Regions from separate parts of the Mus musculus genome. Here regions 1, 2, 3, 5, 6 and 7 are each linked to region 4. The links are chromatin contacts, called in public promoter capture Hi-C maps. All regions are on one chromosome and are shown on one strand. Each heading gives the region's core, a stretch centred on a gene start, on an enhancer-like site or on the middle of the called end of the contact. The rest is flanking DNA. Distances are from core to core; before and after follow the strand shown.

Region 1 (2,763 bases), core at 165-2,664, 600 kb before region 4:
GTGTGTGTAGGTGTGTGTGTGTGTGTGTGTGTGTGTGTGTGTGTGTGTGTGTTTACTTGAATAACCACAGAGGCCGGAAGGAGTCATCAAGTCCCCTGGGGCTGGAATTGTAAGCAGCTGTTAGCCACCCCATATGGATGGTGGGAACAGAATGCTACTCCTCTACTAAAACAGGATGGACTCTTAACTATGAGACATCTTTTAAGCCCTTCTCCCTTTTTATTTTTGAGAATTCTCTCACTAAATTTCCAAGATGACCATGAATTTGTAATCATTCCATTATATAGGTGGGATCGCAGGCAAGTGCCAACAGGTCTTCTTTTCTTTGACCCCCAGAAAAGGTCTTATTGTGTATAACCCTGGCTGCCCTGGAACTCATTATATAGATCAGGCTGGTCTAAAACCCACAGATGCCTGCCTCTGCTTCCCAAGGGTTGGTGTTAAAGGTTAATTAACAAACCAAAATAACTTGCTGGCTATCCTTCGTTCCTTGGGTGATTACATGGTGTTTACTGCGGGCTGGGGAAATGACTCAGTGCTTATGAGAGAGCGCTTACTGCTCTTCCTAGAGGACCAGAGTTCGGTTCCCAGAACTCAAGACAGGCAGCTCACAGCTGCCTGGAACTCCAGTTCCGGATTTGATATTCTCTTCCAGCCTCTGCAGGGCCTGAATACACACACAAACGCTTAAAAATTTTTTTTGGTTTGTTTTTTTTTTTTTAATTGGTCAAAACTTTTCTGGATTCCTTCATCCTGTCAGACTCAATACTGGAGTTAGGAATTGCATAGATTTTTTTTTTTTTTTTTTTTGGTAGGCAGTAGATAGGTAAATCGAATTTGAGGATACAAGTGTTTGTAGCAGTTGCATAAACACAGTGCAATGGGAAACAGGAAGTTAAAATGTGGTTAACGATGCTGACACACTTTTTAAGTGATTATGCTTGGACTGACATATCCACAGTAGTGTATGCACTCATGAGTGTCTGTTATGTGTTCGAGGCAGTGTCACTACGTAGTAGCTATGTTGCCCACGTTGGCCTGGAAATTGCAGTTCAGATCTTAGCATGAGTGTGCCCCTTGTAAACAGCACTGGGAGGTGAAGCAATAGAGTTTATTAGCCTGAGCTCCACAGCGAATTGCTGTCATCCTTTTTCAAACCGTAACAACAAAAACAAATCAAAAACCCAAATATACAAAAGAAAGAGAGCAGAAGAGGGGGTAAATTACAGCTCTCCTGCCTCACACTGGAGTGTTGCTGCCAGGCGAGTGCAGAGAGCTTACAGCTGTTCCGGAAGCTGCTGCGAAGGTAGCCAACTCTATTGGATAACCAACCTTTCCATTTCTGTGGCGCCTACAAGTCCCAGAACACACCGCGGGGCGCGGAGGCGGGGCAGCATGAAGACTGAGTTCTTTGATTGGTGATGAGCACCAGGCCAATCGGAGGTGCTGTTGTTTGTCAGTCCCGGAGCCGGTCCGCAGAGGGAAGGAGGCAAGATGGTGTTGGAGAGCACTATGGTTTGGTGAGGAGCTTCGGACGTGGCTGGGGGGCGCGTCTGGGTTGTTGGTGCGCGTGGCGCCGAAACCCGAGGGCCTGGGCTGGGGACTGGGTCGCCGGGCGAGATGTGGCTTCGGGGCCCGCGGGACTCTGGCAGACGACTCCCTGAGTCATCCCGGCCCAGGAACGCAGGCCCGGGAACTCCTGTTCCCTTCCCTGAATTTCAGGTCTCCCATAAAGCAGAGGCCAACTGCCCCCTCCACTCGCCTCCAAGTTTTTCTTTTCTCTGTACTTTATCGCATGTAAACCTCACAACCGCATTCTTGGAAAATAGTCCTTGTCTCATAATGAGTCGGAAGGACTTTAGGGGATCCGCTGTAGTCACACAGCAAATTAAGAGGCCGTGATAAGCAGGATGAACTAGGTTTTATCAGGTTTATACTTGGGATGAGTACCTATTAAGAGTTAGATTAGAAACTGAGGACAAGAAAATAAATAGAAAGCTGAGAACATATTTTTTTTCAGGGCTACAAGAGGACTTTGTTTTGTGTTTTCTGGGAATTGAATCCAGAGCATTGTGAACGCTGGGAACGTGCTCTACCAATGAGCCTCATCACACACCTGGATTGCATTTATTATTTGTCATCATTATTGTTTTAGATGGAGCTTTGACACTGTAGCTCAGACTGGCTTTGAAGTCGCTATTTGAGAAGATGCACAGGTTGGCCTTGAACTTGGAATGAGTATGTAGGATTAAAAACTTGAGTCACTAGGCCCATGTTTTCATTTGGAGATTGGCTAGCACTGCCACCTAAATGCAGGATGGCTTAAGCTTGGTTTCCTGCACTTGGAGGATGAGACAGGGAGTTTTCATGATCAGGACTACCTAGCAAGGTTCTGTCTCAAAATAAGACTACCAGAATGCCCAGTTAAATTTGAATTTCAAGCAAATCATGAGTGATTTTTTAGTATGAAAGGGAATTTTAAGTCCAACCCAAATATTGCTCTTACAAGTTACTTGTTGGGGCCGGGCAGTAGTGGCACACACCTTTAATCCCAGCACTTGGGCAGCAGAGGCAGGTGGATCTCTTAGGGGTTGAGGCCAGCCTGGTCTATAGAGCAAGTTCTAGGACATGCAGAGAAGCCCTGTCTCAAAAGGTGGTAAAATAAAACAAAAACAACAACAAAATAGTTACTTGTTGAGGGTGGTGAGATGGTTGGGTGGGTAAGAGCACAGAGTTTGGTTCCAAGCACCCATGTTGTTTGCT
Region 2 (3,046 bases), core at 515-3,014, 680 kb before region 4:
ACTCTCTGGTCCTCTCATTCCCTCCTAAGGATTGAAGAGGACAGGCTGGTGTGCTGGCAGATGTCTGTGATCTCAGCATTTGGCAAGCTAGAGTAGTAGGACTGCTAGTTCAGGGCCAACCCGGGCTGCACAAGGAGATCCTATCTCAAAAATCAAAAAACTGAAGAGAACAAATTAGCATGTAGTCATCAAGACTGAGTCTCTGACAGATCGCTACTGGAGACAGGGAGAATAGCTAGCAGGGAGGCACAAGAGACAGCCATTTGGCTCCTGGGAGGCATAGATGTTAGGGTGCCCATACCCTTCTTCTCGCCAGTGTAGGGCACCAAGTCATCACGCTCTTTGACTTCTAGCGCCTGTTGCTCCAGGTACTGCAATAGGGCATCTCTGTCCAGTGGCCCTGTTGGACTCTTCTTTGTCTGGTCACGTTGTCTCAGGCCAGCTGGCAAGAGCATGTTCTTAGGGATGAATTTTGGGGAACAAATTAAGCACTCTCCAGACAGATATTCCCTGGTCCTTTTGGGATTTCATGTCTTGTTCTCAGCTACCTAGAATCACTCCTTCCCACATACAAAGGGATGCCCTGGCCTGTGCTCCTACCTCAGGATCCATTTCTTGTAGCTCACAGTCCAGCTGTTCTAGCTCTTCAGGGCTCAGGGTCCTTAGGATCTCATCTTCGTCGATGTCTCTGTATTTCTCCAGTTCCTTCTGATAGGATGACATGGTGGCCCCTACCCCTTCCCCACGGTGTGACACTCACAGCCTGGGGGACATGAGAAAAGTTGTTGGATGTGGACACTGAGGGCACAAGAAGTCCAGCCATAGTTAGGACACTGACCTTAGAGACTAGAGTCTGCCAGGGATGGGAAAATCAGATAGTTCACTGTTAGTTTCCCTCCTAGTCCCTGCACTTTCTAGCCATTCTAGATGGGGATTCTAGTCTCCAGGCTGGGTCTATCCACCCACCGTGCGATGGAGAAATCCTGGTAGCACCCTCCCCTACAACCTTACCCGGCAACGTCTCTTGCCCTGACACAGCTGCTGGAGGCCCTGCCAGCACAGCTGGCTCCACGCCCAGTTCCTATTGAAAGGTGGGAGGGGGAGGCAGAGAGCTCCAGGAAAATTCCTCCTTTCTTCCCCATTACCCAGGCCTGTTGGAAACTGGTAAGCAAGGAGGCTTGACTGGGTTAGAGTGGTTGCCTCTAATGACACCCTCACTCCCTCCTTCATTGTCAAGGACCAAGACCTCACTTTCTGTGTTTGCTAAAAGTCTAAATCAGAAGGGAAAGTAAGGCTTAGAAGCTGGGGCACTTCCAGATTGGGGGAAGGGCAGTGTGGCCTCAGAAGGCATTCGGTTCCCATAATCTGTCACCAGAAAGGTGACACTGGAACCCTGGGTAAAAGAAGAAGAAGAAGAAAAAAAAGTCTTCTAAATGAGGAGGTGGGATGATAAACTTGCACCACCTTTCAGTGGGAAAAACAGTCAAGCTCTAAATACATACCACACTCAACATGGAAGGTGATACTGAGCGTGAGGCACTGACAAGGCAGCTACAGAGTCAAGACAGAAACATCGGCGGCAGGACACAGCAGAGACATGCCAACTCTCTTCCCCTAGGCCCACTCTGCCATCTCCCACCAGGCTCTCACCCGTAAGACCCCTTGTTCCCACCTACCAGTCCCAATGGTCACCTCTCACCTCCCCTTGTCAGTTGGTCCGTCTGTTCTACTGGGACACTGTCCGGTCAGCAGGAGGAGTCTGGTGCCGGGGGAGAGCGTGGGGGAACAGTGAGCTCAGCATTTTATTATTTTAGCTCTGGCCAGGTGGGGAGTGGTGGGAGATCACATATACACAGACCCCATACCTTGCCCAGCCCTGAGAGCCTCTAGTGGCCAGTATCAGCCATGACATGTCCTCTTTCCCTGCAAGCAGAGTCCTCCAGTGGAGAATCAGATGACTCCTACGGTAGGGTACCAGTTCTGCTCAAAGCACTGAATAGAAGATGATGTATCAATGTAACAGCCATTGTGCCTCACACCTGAATTCCCTTGACAGGGGACACTAAGATAGGACTGCTACAAGACGGAGAGCAGCATGAACTTCATGGTGAGCTCAAAGCCTTGTAGTAATTTTTTTTTCCTTTTTAACTTTTTTAAAAGGGAGAGGGGGCACATGCCTTTAATCGTAGCACTTGGGAGGCAGAGACAGGCAGATTTCTGAGTTCAAGGTCCAACCTGGTCTACAGAACAAGTTCCAGGACAGCCAGGGCTAGAGAAACCATGTCCTGAAAAAACGAGAGAGAGAGAGGTCTCAGGTGGTTAAGACTGCTGCACAATTGTGAGGTCCCCGCACCTACATAACAGCATAACAGGGTGGCAGACACAGGAACATTGGGGGCTTGCTGGCTCCTGATAGCCTAGAGAACAGGAGCCCAGGTTCAGAAAGAGAGCCTGTCTCAAAGGATAGGTGGAATTACAGATGACCCTGCCTGGCCTCTGCATAGGTGCACCACCCGACACGTGGTTGTATACATAGACACATACAGAGACACACACACTCAGTGTAAGGATTTTGTTCTGGTATTTAAGAGACTATGTACTGGCTGGTTTTATGTGTCAATTTGACACAGGCTGGAGTTATCATGGAGAAAGGAGCTTCAGTTGAAGAAATGCCTCCATGAGATCCAGCTGTAAGGCATTTTCTCAATTAGTGAACAAGGGGGAAAGGCCCCTTGTGGGTGGGACCATCTCTGGGCTGGTAGTCTTGGGTTCTGTAAGAGAGCAAACTGAGCAAGCCAGTAACATCCCTCCATGGCCTCTGCATCAGCTCCTGCTCCCTGACCTGCTTGACTTCCTTTGGTGATTAACAGCAATGTGGAAAGTATAAGCTGAATAAACCTTTTCCTCCTCAACTTGCTTATTGGTCATGATGTTTGTGCAGGAATAGGAACCCTGACTAAGACAGACTAAGAGAGTTAAATATGGATAACCCAGGTAAGTGTAATAAAAATGATAGACATGAGTGCAGGCATCTTTATGACACCCA
Region 3 (2,862 bases), core at 333-2,832, 920 kb after region 4:
GCAGGAGAGTTGGCACGGAGGACTCGCTAGACTGGGGAGGAGGTTCCAGGCCTATAGATGCTCCTTTCTTCTTTCCCTTAGAACAGAGGGCTCAGATGGGAAGGTTTTGCCCATGTGGAGCAGCGGCTGAAAGAGAGGGCACGGCCCACACCATCGCCCTTTTGCATGATGGGAACAGTGACAGCAAGGAAAACCCCACTGTGAAAGGACGCAGTGAGATCCTTTTAAAACGCAACCTAAACACCCAACGTTCCAGGGAAGCTTCCCCTTGACAGAAATATGTGAAAAAGAGGGAACCACACCAACTATCTCTTTCTCAACCAGCACCAAAGCTCTTCCTTCAAGTGTTCAGGGTCTCATCTATCTCCTTTCACCTCATAACCTGTTGGTGCTGGGCCCTAGGTACCCTGTGTGATGAAAAGGGGAAGAAGGAAACAATAAGTAGGAAGTGATGAAAGACTGACACACCAAAGCAGGGGTCCGCAAGCTTTCTGTTGCTGTTATTTGCAATAAAGGGACAGCTGTGGATATTTTTTAGCTCTTTATGCTCCATAAGATCTTATCACTCTTGCCATAGTCAGGCAGCAAGGGTGAGGATACATAAAGCAAAAGGGTGTGGCGGTGCCTGTAAACTCTATACATTTGATTTTCATGCCATTCTCATGCATTACAAGGGATTCTTTTCCTTTTGAATGTCTTCCAACCATTTAAAAACATAAAAATCTATAATTAGTTTGGGACTAGGGCAAAAACGCACTTGGGCCTCTCTCCAACATTTGCTGATCCTCTTTGAAGAGTCAAAGGAAGGGGTAGATTTTGGAGGGGATGTGAATTACTGGAAACATTTTTTAAAGAAACGAGGGGAACTGAAGTAGCAGGTAGGAGACAGGCAGGTGATGTAGGGAGTGGCTAAAAAGATGGCTGGGAGTGGAGTAAGGGGGAGAGGAAAAGAGCGAGCTGGGAGGGACTGGCCTCCTCCCACATTCCTGTCTGTGGTTCCAATGGCTGCAACAGGCTCCGGTTTCTCATCTGTATGTCTTGGCTGTTTGCCTGCGGTTTCCCCGCAGCTGAGTCCCCCAGAATTCAGGAAGGCTACGTTCTGAACCGCTTTCTTTCTAGTCTTCATGAACGCCTAGCGACGCTGCCCCAAGTTCTCACTGAGTCTGCAGCTCTCTGGCGGCCGCCACTGGTTGGGTTCAGGGGCTCACGGCCCCAGGGAGTCTAGCGGCCGCACCCAGCCCGGGCTCAGGCCAGTTAGGCAGCCGCACCCAGCCTAGAACTTATTTTGCCCGGGAGAACAAAAGACCGCCGTTTCTCCCCACAGGCTGTTATTAGGGTGTAATTTTAGGGCTTCCTCGTGCCCTCCACTCTTCTCTAATTGCCTCCCACAGTTTCATCTTCCCGATCCATTTTCTGCCACGTCCACACGTTAGTCCAAGATACACCCAGCCAAGAGCATGCGTAGCTCTTTGTTGTTTTCATTAAAAAGAAAAAAATCTAAAAAGTTCAAAAACTTATGCTTACCAAGTTGAGGAGCGAGGTCCGGCTGCGACTGTGGCTGACGGTGGCTGGGACAGGAGTGGCGGTCGGGGTCCGGGTCCCGCCCCTCAGCCTGACTCAGGCTGTGCCCGCCCCGGCCCCCGCCCCTCCGCAGGCCTCGGCCTGTCCCCATGTCGGTGCTCTAGACTCAGCTCACTGGTTGTAGTCCCTGTGACTCAACAGGTCTCTGTTCCTCTCTCCCTGGAATCTCAAAGATTTTTGGCTTTAGGGGAAGTCATGCCCCTAGCTCTTTTTCTATGCACGTGTCCATTTGCAGTTCAGGTCAGATAAGCAGAAAGAATGTGAGTCGTGCTCATCAAGTAGGTCCCTAGGAGCTGGGGCTGTCCTGCTACACTGAAGAAATTTAATAAACAGTTGTGATTTTTTAAATTTTTCTGACACGTGGTATTCCTGAGTAGCTAAAGCTGACTTTGATTCTCTATGTAGCACAGGCTAGCCTCAAACTTAGGACCCTCCTACCCCCGCATCCCAAGTGCTGGATTATAGGTGTGCACCATCTGGCCTACCTAAGGGCAGTGATTATTGCCAACAGAATATTGGTGATTATTGTCTAGAGATAATTTTCACCCTGCTTTCAAGTTTTAAAATGACAGTTAAGAAAACTCTTGCAGCTAAACATCTCCCTGTGCAAGTGCGGCATTTTCCTGTCTGTGTTTCAATAAAGTTGGGAATTGTATGACAAACTTCCAGCTTCTAATCCTTGGTCCACAACATCACTGCAGCACTTTTGGCAAGTACTGGCCCCTCTGAGCTTCCATTTTCCCATCTATAAACAAGCCATGCTGCCTTCACCACTTAGTAAAGGCACGTAGAATGTCTATCACATAGAGTGATGCCCTTAAGGAGACACCCCCCGCCCCAAAAAAAAGAACAACTTGCAGAGTAGATGTGAATAGGGCATTGTGTGAATGCTTCCTGGTTTCTGCTCCCCCAATTTCACCAGTCACAGTTCCTGTCTCTTGTTTAGGAACCCTTGAAGTCAGACATGGTGGCCCTTGCCTATAATCTCAGCATGTGCAAGGCTGAAGAGGGAAGACTACTGCAAGTTCAAGGCCAGCCTGTGGCCTACCTAGTGAATTCCAGAACGGCTTGGGTTACAGAGTAGGATTTTGTCTCATAAGAAAATTAGAATCCAAACCAAAACAAACACTCTTGTGTTTCCAACAATAATTCAAAAAATAATTAGATCCACCCTCTTTCCATTTCTGCCGATGATGTGACCATTTTCCCATTTTCCTTATTTGAAAACATTAGCACCATGTTTTTAAAAAAATTACTTTCTTACACGATTTTCTAAAATCA
Region 4 (2,970 bases), core at 263-2,762:
CCAGCTGTGCTGGGAACTGGTGGGCTTCTGGGTTCTAGCTGTTACTTCATCTTTGAATTAAACAACAAAAGGAAGGACTTCCTAGCAGGTACCTTAAAGTTTTATTTTTCCAAACCCCTTGGTCCTTTGAGCTCACCGATTTCTCCTCTTCAAACAGCTTCCTATTTTCAGGAGAAGCATACACTGCCAGTCCCTGAGAAAGGAGCTTGTTACGACCCACAGATTTCTTCACTGAGACCAGATCACCCCGGACTCCAATTTCTGTCAATGAGAACGGGAATGGCAGATGAAATCTCTGCAGGCTATGGAAAAGATGATCATGGGATCAGCCACAGGTAAAGGCTGTGCCTTAGTGTACTCAGGCCTTGGGGTACATCTCCAGCATCACCAAAAGGGAGGGGCATAGAAAAGAGACAGCCCTTACTTTCTCACAGTTTTTATTCTTCCTTACAAACACCACCACCACCACCACCGTCAATTTACTAGGGCAGGTTATAAGGTCCAGTCGTTAAAGTGCCAGCTGCATAGAGGATCTGAGTTTGGATATTGTCCATAACCTTAGCACTGAGGGGAGGTAATACCTACATCCCTGGGGGCTCAACTCATGCCCTGTATCAAATAAGGTGGACCTTTGGCGCCCCCCTTCTTTCTCTTTCTCTCTCTCTCTCTCTCTCTCTCTCTCTCTCTCTCTCTCACACACACACACACACACACACACACACACACACACACACACCATGCATTTATTAGGAACTACACTTGTCACACGTCTAGCTTAAAAACTGGTGCAGACTGAGCTGTTCAATCAAAGAATGTCACTGTTTGTGCTGCGAACTGTTAGGCTTCTCTTTACACAGTTAACAATATTGCACACACGTTTTAATTTTCCGTGACTTTTTTTTTCTCACCAGAACCACAAAGTAGTAAAAACAAAGCAACAAAAGAGAGGCAGGAAGCGGTTAACGTCAAACAAGAGCAGGGGACAGAGGACAGGGACAGGGGAAGGGGTCAGTACCTGGGCCCAAGCCTTACCGTCCACAGACTGCGTGAGGATGAGCTCCAAGTTGTCTTTGGGCCGGTGTTTCGTGTCCTCCACCAACTTATACACGCGGTGACGCCGGTGCAGGTGCGGCTTTCGGCCCTCCCCGGCGAGCGGCACCTTCCACCAGCGCTCCACGATGACCGTGCTCTGGTGGTCAGGGAGGCTGGGGTGAGCGAGTGTCCGCAGAGAACAACCCGCCACCCCGCCGGCGTCCCCAGGAAAGTCTGCCCCCCAGCCCCGCAGTCTGAGTCTGGCACGAACGACACTCCTGTCCCCCACCGTGTAGGACCCAAGCCCCAGCCGGCCCTCACCTGATAATGAGAGAGACTGAAGTCACGCCCCGGGGTACTCCCTTCAATTCGCGGCCGGAATAGCTCCCGGATGCCTCCTTGACGCAGCCAAGCAGCACCTGCCCACCACAGAGTCCTAACCCCGGGAGCCACAGAGGCCGCCATGACAGCGGAGCGGACAGGCGGAAGAAGGACCCCGCGCATGCGCAGCTGCGCCTCTGGGCTGCCCGCGGCGCGCCTGAGTGGTATAGATATAGGCTGCGCTGAGACCTGGGCATGGGGAGTGGGAGAGTTGCCGCAACCCCGCCTTGCACGCCGACGATAGGACAGCGGAGAGAACTGCTTTTTTTTTTTTTTGTCACCACTTTCCACAGAGCTTTGCGTGGACCGACAGTGGAAAACGTACTTTTTTTTTTTTTTTTTTTTTTTTTTGGCTTCACTTTTAAAAAAAGAGGCGGAGGGGGCTTGGCGCACCCTGTAATCTTCCTGCAGGACAAGTTCAAGCTAATCTGGTTTACATCTCAAGCTCTAGGCCAGCCAGGGCTACATAGCGAGACCAATAATAATAATTAACTGGTGAGGAGGAGGATTTTTATCCATAAAAACCAATGATAACAATATAAGTGGTTTGGTTTAGTTCTAGGTACTGGGATCACTTCTAATTTTGACATGCTATAATTTCTGAACACTAAAATATGGATGTCACTCTCAATTTTCCCTTGAATCTTTCTAAAAGTAGTCGAAGGATGGGATCCTCTAAAAACTCTGCAACTTTCCATGATATTGTTACTATTGTATTTAAGCTAATATTTAAAGAGTTGCAGGAGACAAACTGTAGAGAAAAAGAAACTACTGTTAGGCACAAGCAGGTCCTTCTGTGGAGTCTTTGTGCTTAATAGATGGTTATAAAATGAGGGTCTATAAAGGAGTGTGGAAAGATGTGCTACACTCCATTTTATGTGCACTTACATAGACTGACCTACACGCATTTCCTTGGTATTCAGGACAAGTCTTCAACAGTCTTTTAATTGTTTGCACCCAGCACTCAGTATGTGGAATTTCATTCTTTTTAGTATCCAGTGTCTTGATGCTCTCAGTTCACCTTATGGCTAACCGCTATTTATATGCCAGTGATGTCCAAATTCTTATCCTAGGCTCCCACAAACTTCACATTGGAATACCCAACTTCTTATTCATCATCATCTTATATGTCTAACAGACATTTAAAACGTAATGTATGCCCCATTCTTTATAAACTGCCCTACCTGCAGGTGTTCCTGTTACAGCTGATGAGAATTCCATTTTGTTGTTTTGTTTTCCTCCATTCTTTGAAACATCTTATTATTTTAAAATTTTTACACGTTTGTATATTTGAGATTATATAATTTTACCCTTTTTCTCCTTCTAACCCCTCTCCTCCTCTCTCAGATTCATGGACTCTTTCCCCTTGTTATTTATATTTGTGTTTATACATTCTTAAATATATAAATATAATCTGCTCAGTCTGTACATTCTTACTTGTACGTATGTATGTTTTCAGGGCTGATCATTTCGTATTGGGTAACCAACTGGTGTGCTCTTCCCTGGGGAAGATTATTTCTCCTGTTCTCAGCATTCTTTTCTTGCCTGTAGCTCTTT
Region 5 (2,820 bases), core at 145-2,644, 890 kb after region 4:
AACTCCTCCTTCCTGCTCCAACGTCGGGCATTATCGTTTGCAATTTGCTGAAACACACCGAAGGCAAGCTCTCTGACAGAGAGTTTCTACCTAATTTGAAGTATAACATGCAAAAATCCACTCCTGGAAGCTGAAACTGAAGCTTGGGGAATGGGGGGGGCGGGGGGGAGAGAGACAGACTTGGAATGGTTCTGCCAGTCTAATTACTGCCCTTCCAGGCAGCTCAGACAAGAAACCCCTCCTGCAGGTTGGTGGCCAGTTAGTTGTGACTCATTTCCTCTTGGAAAATGCCCTGGAAGATGGCACAGTTCCTCTTTTCCTTCAGGGAGCGATCTGTTCAAACCATCCACAGAGAATCAGCAACCAGCTAGGCCACACCCAAGGTCTCACAGCTGAGTCACAGGCCACAGATCACTAGGAGAATCCAGGAACCCTTTGTGCTAGCCCCACCCTGCAGAATGTGTCTGGCTTTCCTGGGGTGGGGGGTGGGGGTAGGAAAATGAGGGAGGTGGGTCCTGTGGATTTCAGAATGTGGATCCGGGCTCTGCTGGTCTGTCACATTTCTGTTTTGCTTGCCACCCACTCAGCAATTTCTCCAGAGTCCTCCCAGGCAGGGCTAGGAAAGAGGTCAGTCATTCCTGTTGCCAAGCTCAGGCCGTGAAGCAGGTACGTCCCTCTCACTGCACCACATGAAAATTAATCCCAGACTGAAGATTCTTCACCAAGCCTGCTCTCTCGTTCCATCTCTCTCTGGTTCCCTTTATTTAATCCGAGTAGCTAGAGGAACACTTGGTAGAGAGACAGAAAGTCCTACTTTAAAGATCCTTCCGAAGCAACCTGGAATTTGCACTGAGGCTAAGGCAACAAGCAGAGCAGGGTCCTTCAGAAAGGGAATCCTCCAGCTGCCAAGCCTCCAGTCCTCCCTGGCCAAAGCGGCTCAAACAGCCTGAGCTCTGCCTGTAGCCTGAAGCTTCATGGAACTGCCAACTAGGACAGAGCGCAAGCAGGTTCTGCTAAACTCCAGTTAACTCTAAGACTAGTTGCAAAGTAGAAAAGATGAGAATGAAGAACCACATGCCGAAAAGGAGAACAGAACAGCGGCTCCAACGCCAGGATGGGGTAGCTCCAGACAAGACTGGCCTCCGCCCCAGCGAGTCTGGGGGCATCCGAAGCAGTGTGCGAGCTGGAGGGGTGGCCCCACCCAGGCTCGCGGGGCGCGGCTCCTCGCGAAGCCTGGCTGGAGGCCGAAGCAAGCGGGTGTGGGGTTCCCAGAGGGCAGATATTAGGTGCGGGACTCACCTGGGCCCCGAAGCGCAGCAGTCCTTGGAAGAGCTGGGCACACCACGATGAGGCTAGTGCCGAAGACCGCGCGTCTTTGTACGCGAGGCGGGTACAGAGGGCGGAGGCGCCCCGGAGCGGGAGGAGCCTGGAGGGCAGGCATCTGCCCTCCCCACCCATCCCTCCCTTCCTGCCCCCCACCCCGCCCCACCAGCGCTCTCTCTCTCTCTCTCTCTCTCTCTCTCTCTCTCTCTCTCTCTCTCTCTCTCTCTCTCTCTCTCTCCTTCTCTCTCCAAAACACAAGGCAACACACACGCACACACACACCCTTCCCACTCTGCCAACAGACTAACTTTGCCCGTCCCCAGGGACAGCCCTATTGTAAACGTCCCTGCGGAAGAATGCTCTTAGTATTTCAGGGCATTCTCATCCAGGGCCGTGCCCTTCCTCTCAGGTTTGATTTTAGAAAGTGGGTGAGTGTAGAAATAAGAATCCAGCCGTCTCGGGAGGCACAATGGCCAGAACCAGAGCCAAGAGCCTCTGCGAGAACCTGCAGGGTTAGGAATAATTTCCTAGATAAGCAGGAGGAACGCTTCTACACCTAGCTTGCTCTAGGACCTGGTCTTGGGGTCGCCTGTGTTGAGTGCAGAAGCAAGGCCCCTGGGCTTCAGCCTAGCCTTGCCACCACTGAGTGGTGAGGATCAGGGCGTGTCCTAGTGCTTGTCAGCTTCAGGAGCTTCTTTGTTACAGGGTTCACCTTTCCTGGTACAGTTTGTGATTTTGCTTGGTCGATAGTTTCAGCTGTGGCCAATATTACTAAGATCTGTTTCGGAGCCCCCTTCTTGACTCTACTTGGCTCTAAAAAGCTCTTTGGAAGAAACTTCTGGAAGATATTTAGAGACGACTGAAGTGTATCCTAACTGACAACCACACCCTTCCCTGATACTTAACATTATTTGTGGTTTGGGATTAAATGCAGTTATTGGTGACACAGCCCAGTCCCTAGCACTGGGGTTTCCCCTGTTCCCAGGGGAAGTCCTAGAAAGGATGAGAGATTCCAAAGGGATAAACAGAATTAGGGAATTCTCTATGCGCCACCACGTGACAGTCTCGGCAGAGGTCAGGAAAATCCAACTTGGATCAGCTCTGTTTTCTCCAGGGTCTCTGAAACCTCAGTTCTGGCTCTTCAAAAGCAGTTTTTCCTTCCAAATCTTCCCACAGGCCTCCCCAGGTCGTCGCAGCTGTGGAGGAAATCTCAGGGAAAATGTGATCGAATTTAGAATACTCCTACTCACTGGTTTTCTGGGGCATGAGCCTTAGAATGTTTAGTTTGTGCTAGAGCCTGTTGATTCAGAGATGGGGAATCAGTTTCTTCTTTCAAAGAGCGCCGAGGTTTCTGAAGATATTGTAAACAATTCCCTATGGTTGATGAGCAGTACAAGAATGTTGGACAGGGGCTTCTAAGGCCCCATAGTGGGGCAACAGTCTGATTCACAGAGGAAGCAACATTTGATAAGAACTCAACAATTAATCATTGTGATT
Region 6 (2,820 bases), core at 145-2,644, 570 kb before region 4:
GTAACAGAGCCTTCTTTTAAAAGCTTTACCCAAACCTGGGCCTGATGGCGCAACAGTGTAGCCCTAGTTACTAGGCAGGCAGGACAACTTAGTGGAAACCCTGTCCCAAAAAGTGATAGGGTATAGAGTAGCTTCAGTGTTACGAGTGCACCTGCCAAGCGTGTGCGACTCCCAACGTCCAATAATCAGTATCGCCAAAACAAAACAAAAACACTCGCCAAGCTGCTATGTCGGTGGGCTGCTTGCTTGGACTGGGTGAAGCACTAGGTTCCACTCCGAACACTGCAAAAAGTGAAAATAAAACAGAAATTTAAAAACCCTTGTCATTTGAAACGGCTGCGGTCGCGGTGGGCGGCGGCGGCGCGGGGCCAGGGTAGAGAGCGCGCCAGGTGGCACACTGGGCCTGCAGATGGATCCAGCAAAAACCTGAGCCAGCGCAGGTGGGTGAGTGTCAAGGCAATTCGTCTCCCTGGCGACTCCGCCCCTTTTCCCACCTCCAAGGGGCGGGGCAGCAAAGCGCGGGAAAGCTCAACGGGAACAGTAATGCCAGCTCCCGTCAGGGGCGGAGAAAAGGGAGCTCTCTTAAATGGGAAATAGATCTGGGCTCCCTCCTTCTCTCGCGTAAGAAGCCTATCAGCATACTACCTTAAGCTCTCCTTGGTTGTGGCCCAGGCCACGCCAGCACTTCCCAACGTCACCTCCCCCACTTCCGGTCGCAGCGTGTCCCAGGTCTCAGGTCTCGGTGGTTCCGGTTTCTTTTACACTCGGAATCCCAAAGTCTGTCCAGCTCTCCCGCAGAGGGAGGGGCCGTGCGTGGTGCGTACGCCCAGAGGCAGGCGGACGCCAGAACCGCATCCATCCGGATTATAAAGCAGTTTAGACTGCGAGGAACCCCAGGCAATGGTCACCCCGATGACGTAATGTTTGGGGGTGGCACCTCATTTTGTGACCCCCAGCACCGCATCCGTTCGAGCGCGGCTTAGCCTGAGGAAACGGCACGAACACTTAAAACACCCAGGTTCCACACGGAGCCGACGAGGTTCCCCTAGACGCGCCGCCATACAGCTAGAGTTCCTAAGTTTGTAGATGTGAGGCACAGTGTCCAGCTTCGAGCGACCAATGGAGAGAGGATGGCTACGCTTCTGAGCTAGCTAGTCACCCCTCGCAACCCAAAGCGAAGACTAAGGCTGGCTTCTTGCTAAGCGACAGCGGCGGCGGCCAATGGCTTTCGGGCTGCTCAGACAGGGCAGGTGGACTCCGGAGCAGCCAATGGGGAGAACCTTCTCCACAGGGCCCAGGCCCTTTGTCCAATAGTGATGAGAAGACTATGAGGGGCCAGTTCCGAGCGGGGTATGGAGGGCCAATCCCATACGGGACTGGGTGGGGCTCACAGTTGAATGACAGGTCCATTAGCCAATGGCGAGTATGAAAGCGGGCAGCCCGGACTAGGAGCACGGAGGGAGCTGAGGGAGAGGGGAGGCCGAAGCGGAGAGAAGCAGGAAGTAGCGGCGGCCGCGGGGAGGGCGGCGGCGGCGGTAGCGGCGGTGGCGGCTGGAACCGGGAGGAGGCCGTAGGGTCTCAGCCCGCACCAGGATCGGAACAAGTAAGCACGCTCGCGGCAAATACCCGCCCCTGGCTCCGCCCCCCGGGGGGGCGGGTAAATACCCCTGCCCCTCCCCCACTTGGTCAACTACCCCCTTCTCCGTGCCGCCGCCCCCTGGGGCGGCTGCTGGCCTGGCCGGGTCGCCGCCTTCTTCTTCGAGGACCACCGGTGGGAACTCCAGTTTGCTGGAAGCACGGCCCCCTAGCCTGGTAACGTGGGAGGGGGTTCCTGGACCCCTAAGTCCTGGCGCTCTTAGACTGAGAGGCAGTCAGAGTGCGGCCGGGGGACTCGAGGCTGCGGGATGTCGCGACCTAAAATGGTGTCCGTGCCGGGCGGTGGGGGCGGGGGAATTGGGCCCAGCAGGAGAGGAGCCTGCATCCCGACCGGGTGCTGGTCAGCGTCCGGACCCAGGCAGGACTCAGGCTAGCGCCTCGATCCTGGCGAGCTCCTTGCAGTCACTCGGGTCTGGGGAGAGCCTCTGGGGGTCAGAGACAGGGCAAGCTGCCCGGCGCGCAGAGATGAAGGGGACCAGGTTCGAGTCTGGACTGACCTGGCTGCAGAGCTTAGAATCACGCAGGGACCGCCCCCTCTTGTGTCTCCACTCCCCTCGCGCCACTCCCCACTGCCGGGGAGTCCTGGCCCCCAATGTGCAGCGCCGCAGATCCTAAGGGCCTGGCCTCACCGAGGCCCTCCCTTGAGTTCTTAGCCGGTGAAAGTGAAAGAAGCACCACTCGCCTCAGTTTACCCTTTAGTTTTTAAATGTACTTCTTGTCCCCTACCCGAAACCCCGGACTTACTTTCCGCGCCAGTCCCTGGCAGATGGCAGGGACTTAAATGCCGCCCGCTGCCCAGCTTGGCCGCAACCTAATCGCCCCTGGCCGTGCTCTGGCCCCTTCCTTTTGCTCTGCGCTGTAGGCCTTGGGCAAAGGGCAATGGAGCCCCCACCCTACCGGTGTCTGTTCACCCTTTTCTTGTTAAGCCCCCTTTGCTTTTGAAGAACAGAGGGGGAAAGTAGGTAGGGAGATGGCAGCTCCACAGGCCTGGCGGCTGAGTGGAGGATCTTCATTGGCCTTAAGCCTCTGTGTTTGGCCCACTGTCTGCTCCAGGTGGCTATCGGATGACCTCCAAGTCACTTGCACGCCAGAGGGAGGTGGTTGGGAGAGGTAGGTTCGCAGGTGTTTTCTTAGTCCCCATTGGTTTGTACTCCACCGACCCAC
Region 7 (3,060 bases), core at 473-2,972, 550 kb before region 4:
CCAAACCATACTGGATATGACCCCAGGCCTCCAAAAGAGAGGCTCTGCCACACGGGAGGAGAAGGGATCATGATTAAAAGAGGATCAGCACAGGAACTAGAAAACAGAGTGGGTAGACAAGGAATAAAAGTTAAATTTATATATATATATATCATCCAAACTCCCAGAGGGTCCAGCATTTCCTCTCACGTCTTTGCCCAGGAACAAGGTCCAAGACCCTGTAACAGGACTGGAGGGTCATGGGTTAGTCCAGAGAGAATAAGGAGAGAGAACAGGGATTAAGGGATATCCTGGGCAGTGAACTGGGGAATGGGAAGAACTCAAACCTGAAAGAAAGGAAGTTAAAAAAGGAAAACCAGTTGTGGGAAGGTAAAACTTTCCCTCAGGCCAATTCCTGTTTGTTTTTGGAGTTGGCTCAGCCAGCACAGGGTCTAACATTTAGAAAACTGAATAAATATTTGATGGGCTGATGGCAGAAGCCATAAGGAAAGGGTTCTTGGTGGGAGAAATGGGATACTGGAGGTTTCTGCCAAGCAGTCCTTGGCTCTAATCCAGGAGTAAATTCTACCTCTCCCAGCTGTTTGCTCCAGAGACCGAGGGGCTAGGACTAAGCAGCACAACATTCCAGCTGCCGTCTGTGAGCAAAGGATCAGCTGAGCCTGTCAGGGCACTAAAGCTCAGAGGGAATGCCGCCAGGTCTGAAAGCCTGGCAGGGAGATACGAATCTCTGGGAGTCAAAGGGGTCTTCATTGGTCTTAGAAGACATGGGACGGAGAGGAAATGCGGCCACGTGTGGAGCCTGCCACCCAGTCCCAGCCTGGCCCCACTTACGGAACTGAATGAATTATCAATACTCTCGGTGCTGGAGGAGAGCTCCTGGGAAAGGGCCAGAGGGCAAGGGGAAGAAAGGGTGGGGTTGGGGGGAGGGAAAGAGACAAAGGCAAAGAATTTAGCTCCAACTTGGTTCATAACTGCTTCTCTTGTGCAGCTATATCTGCTTTAGTGAAAGACAGTCAGCCTGAAACTGCCAGTTGCCCAGAGTCTAGACATCTGTGGGATGTTGGAAGGCCAGCTCAGACCTTGAGATCAAAAGCTGAAGGCCAAGGCACCTTCTGTTTTCTGTTTTATCTCCTGTTCTTACCTGAACAAATCTTCCTTTTAGATCAAAATCCTAGAGGCTCACTTCTTTCATACCACTCACTCACATGCCTTCAACCAACCCTGTCCTCAAGGGGACAACCAAAAACTGCAAGACCCTTGTGGTACAAAGTCGATGTTCTTGTAGCTTCTTGGTAATCTCAGGAAGAGCTAAACTCCTCTCAGTCAGCCCTGCGATCACCCTAGGAAGCCTAATCCCAACCTTGAACCTGTGTGACAAAGGGCATCCCAAACCCATGAACCTGAAAGCTGTGGGCTGGATGCTCAAAAAATGCAGTCTTATCTCTTCCAAACCTTCTTAGGCTTACTATCAGGCTACTGCACATGACACTAAATATATTGTATTTTTTGATGTATGTTGGACAATTAGATCCTAACTAAATCCACCTGAGAAAGCTAATTAGAAGGGCGGTGGCAATCTTGATTCCAGCCCAAAGTTTAGATCCCAATAATCTAAATATCACCTCAGCTGAGGGCAGTAACACATGCTTGTAACCTCAGTACTTACAAGGCTGAGGCAGGCGGATCAAGAGCTCAAGGCTAGCCCAGGCTACATACTGAGTCTTTCTTAGAAAACAAATAAAAAATTACAAAATAAACAACATCCCTCCCCTGTGCTAGCTGGTATCTGGGAACAAAGTGAGGGACAGCTCCTTCAGTAATCGTGGAATAGCACTCATGGACTGGGCCATCCATCCTGGATTCTATACACTATATCCTACCTGGGCAGGCAGCAGGAACAGGAGCAAGAGAGGGGGGTCTGGACTAAAGGAAAGTCTTGAGAATTCCTAGAGCAAGAAGGCAGTGGCCATTGCACTCTGTTCTATAGCTAGCATTTCAAGCCTCTGCTTAATTCAATTCTATGACTGAAGTTCTTGATAGAGGCACTACATTTGGGTTTTCCTCAAGAATTTAGGCAGAAGATCATTTGCAGGGTGTAGTCACACTTGGAAACACCCTGCTAAGGCTACAACTCTTCTACTTTGGGTAGAAGTGGGAAGGAAAGAGGCAGTGAAGATGTCAGAATCTGTTATAATCTGCTGGTCCAACTTCTATACTTATGCTAGTTGCAGAAGAAAAAAGGCAGAAAATTGGCCTAGCTGATCCTCTCCCAGACAGGCCCCAGTGGGCTCATTAATGTCCATGGCAGACAGTAGGGTCTCATGATCTGTTCTCCTCCTACTCCCTGGGCCTGAGTCACTTGTACTGAGTCAGCTTCAGGGAGTGAAGCTGAAGCCAGGAGCTGACATCACACCCTTATCAGGCTGGAAAGGCTTCCAGTGTGACATGCAGCAGATGCCTCTGTACAAAGGTTACAGTCCTGAAAAGACAAAGCTAATCTCTTTGAAGTGTCATTATGTAGGGGAGGGTGTGATTAAGGGTTGGTTCCTAAATCACTCTCTGATTCTTGTGCCACCTTGCCAACTCTATGGCAAAATATTTATCATTTGGCTACAAATAGGAAGGAAAATTGAGGCTAAGAACTGCTTTTTTGGGGGGGGTGTATGTGAGTCTGTAGGGAACATAAAGGAATCCTCATAAGAACATGGAAACTTCTGTGAGATCTGGCCAATGAAGAAGAGTTTTGTATGGAGACTCCAGGAAGAAAGTAGCCCTGGGCCTCTTCTCTCCCGGAGCCCCCATTTCACTCTTCTGGAGCTCCTCCATAGTGGGAGGAACACGGGATTAACCAGAACCCGCAAGGACAACCAAGACTGGGAGCCAGTGTCAGGGCACACCCAGGAATTCTCCTATACAATGTCTTGCCTGGGCTTTAGAAAAATGTGTAGTTCATTTTAGTAAGGCACGTGCATACTTAATGCTTCCGTAAACTTTTTAATCAAGATATACACTAACTAGATCCTTATATTGGAGCTAGAGCTTTGTTAAACTTTATCAGTT

The links. Promoter capture Hi-C pulls out the DNA fragments that hold promoters and counts their contacts. Capture Hi-C pulls out chosen DNA fragments and counts their contacts.
Region 1: a contact with region 4 is called in a promoter capture Hi-C map of pre-B cells, with 2.1 times the contacts expected there. The contact joins the promoter of Psmd4 here to the promoter of Mrpl9 in region 4. A contact is called at or near these places in 3 of 39 promoter capture datasets (cranial neural crest, hippocampal neurons and pre-B cells).
Region 2: a promoter capture Hi-C map of adipose tissue shows a contact between it and region 4. The contact joins the promoter of Tmod4 here to the promoter of Mrpl9 in region 4. A contact is called at or near these places in 1 of 39 promoter capture datasets (pre-B cells), 1 of 115 datasets of contacts at active chromatin or transcription factors (embryonic limb bud) and 1 of 9 other capture datasets (adipose tissue).
Region 3: a promoter capture Hi-C map of embryonic stem cells shows a contact between it and region 4, with 4 times the contacts expected there. The contact joins the promoter of S100a11 here to the promoter of Mrpl9 in region 4. A contact is called at or near these places in 5 of 39 promoter capture datasets (the 3T3-L1 cell line, 3T3-L1-derived adipocytes, cranial neural crest and 2 more) and 1 of 9 other capture datasets (pancreatic islet).
Region 5: a contact with region 4 is called in a promoter capture Hi-C map of pre-B cells. The contact joins the promoter of S100a10 here to the promoter of Mrpl9 in region 4. A contact is called at or near these places in 3 of 39 promoter capture datasets (the C10 cell line, cranial neural crest and pre-B cells) and 3 of 115 datasets of contacts at active chromatin or transcription factors (embryonic stem cells, memory CD8 T cells and neural tube).
Region 6: a promoter capture Hi-C map of neural stem cells shows a contact between it and region 4. The contact joins the promoter of 4930481B07Rik here to the promoter of Mrpl9 in region 4. A contact is called at or near these places in 11 of 39 promoter capture datasets (the 3T3-L1 cell line, 3T3-L1-derived adipocytes, cranial neural crest and 8 more), 4 of 484 Hi-C or Micro-C datasets (the G1E-ER4 cell line, the N1E-115 cell line and cortical neurons), 7 of 115 datasets of contacts at active chromatin or transcription factors (effector CD8 T cells, embryonic forebrain, embryonic stem cells and 4 more) and 2 of 9 other capture datasets (liver and pancreatic islet).
Region 7: a promoter capture Hi-C map of liver shows a contact between it and region 4, with 2.8 times the contacts expected there. The contact joins the promoter of B230398E01Rik here to the promoter of Mrpl9 in region 4. A contact is called at or near these places in 9 of 39 promoter capture datasets (cranial neural crest, embryonic stem cells, frontonasal cranial neural crest and 5 more), 11 of 484 Hi-C or Micro-C datasets (the G1E-ER4 cell line, the N1E-115 cell line, cortical neurons and 3 more), 2 of 115 datasets of contacts at active chromatin or transcription factors (embryonic limb bud and neural tube) and 2 of 9 other capture datasets (liver and pancreatic islet).

Annotation. Positions count from the first base shown.
Region 1 is chr3:95,041,265-95,044,027 of GRCm38.p6, reverse strand. It overlaps Psmd4 (proteasome (prosome, macropain) 26S subunit, non-ATPase, 4), which reads left to right and starts at 1,414. Exons shown (of 10, transcript NM_008951.2): 1 at 1,414-1,520. The coding sequence starts at 1,495.
Region 2 is chr3:95,123,232-95,126,277 of GRCm38.p6, reverse strand. Tmod4 (tropomodulin 4) reads right to left here and starts at 1,764. Exons shown (of 10, transcript NM_016712.4): 1 at 1,700-1,764; 2 at 601-763; 3 at 302-458. The coding sequence starts at 723.
Region 3 is chr3:93,519,216-93,522,077 of GRCm38.p6, reverse strand. S100a11 (S100 calcium binding protein A11) reads right to left here and starts at 1,582. Exons shown (of 3, transcript NM_016740.3): 1 at 1,525-1,582.
Region 4 is chr3:94,441,878-94,444,847 of GRCm38.p6, reverse strand. It overlaps Mrpl9 (mitochondrial ribosomal protein L9), which reads right to left and starts at 1,512. Exons shown (of 7, transcript NM_030116.2): 1 at 1,354-1,512; 2 at 1,033-1,189; 3 at 137-261. The coding sequence starts at 1,497.
Region 5 is chr3:93,553,691-93,556,510 of GRCm38.p6, reverse strand. It overlaps S100a10 (S100 calcium binding protein A10 (calpactin)), which reads right to left and starts at 1,394. Exons shown (of 3, transcript NM_009112.2): 1 at 1,300-1,394.
Region 6 is chr3:95,014,103-95,016,922 of GRCm38.p6, reverse strand. 4930481B07Rik (a long non-coding RNA gene) reads right to left here and starts at 1,394. Exons shown (of 2, transcript XR_003954670.1): 1 at 646-1,394; 2 at 1-282. Zfp687 (zinc finger protein 687) reads left to right here and starts at 1,466. Exons shown (of 9, transcript NM_001357863.1): 1 at 1,466-1,603.
Region 7 is chr3:94,987,119-94,990,178 of GRCm38.p6, reverse strand. It overlaps B230398E01Rik (a long non-coding RNA gene), which reads left to right and starts at 1,722. Exons shown (of 4, transcript XR_003954666.1): 1 at 1,722-3,060. All of the region lies in intron 2 of Pi4kb (phosphatidylinositol 4-kinase beta), which reads right to left.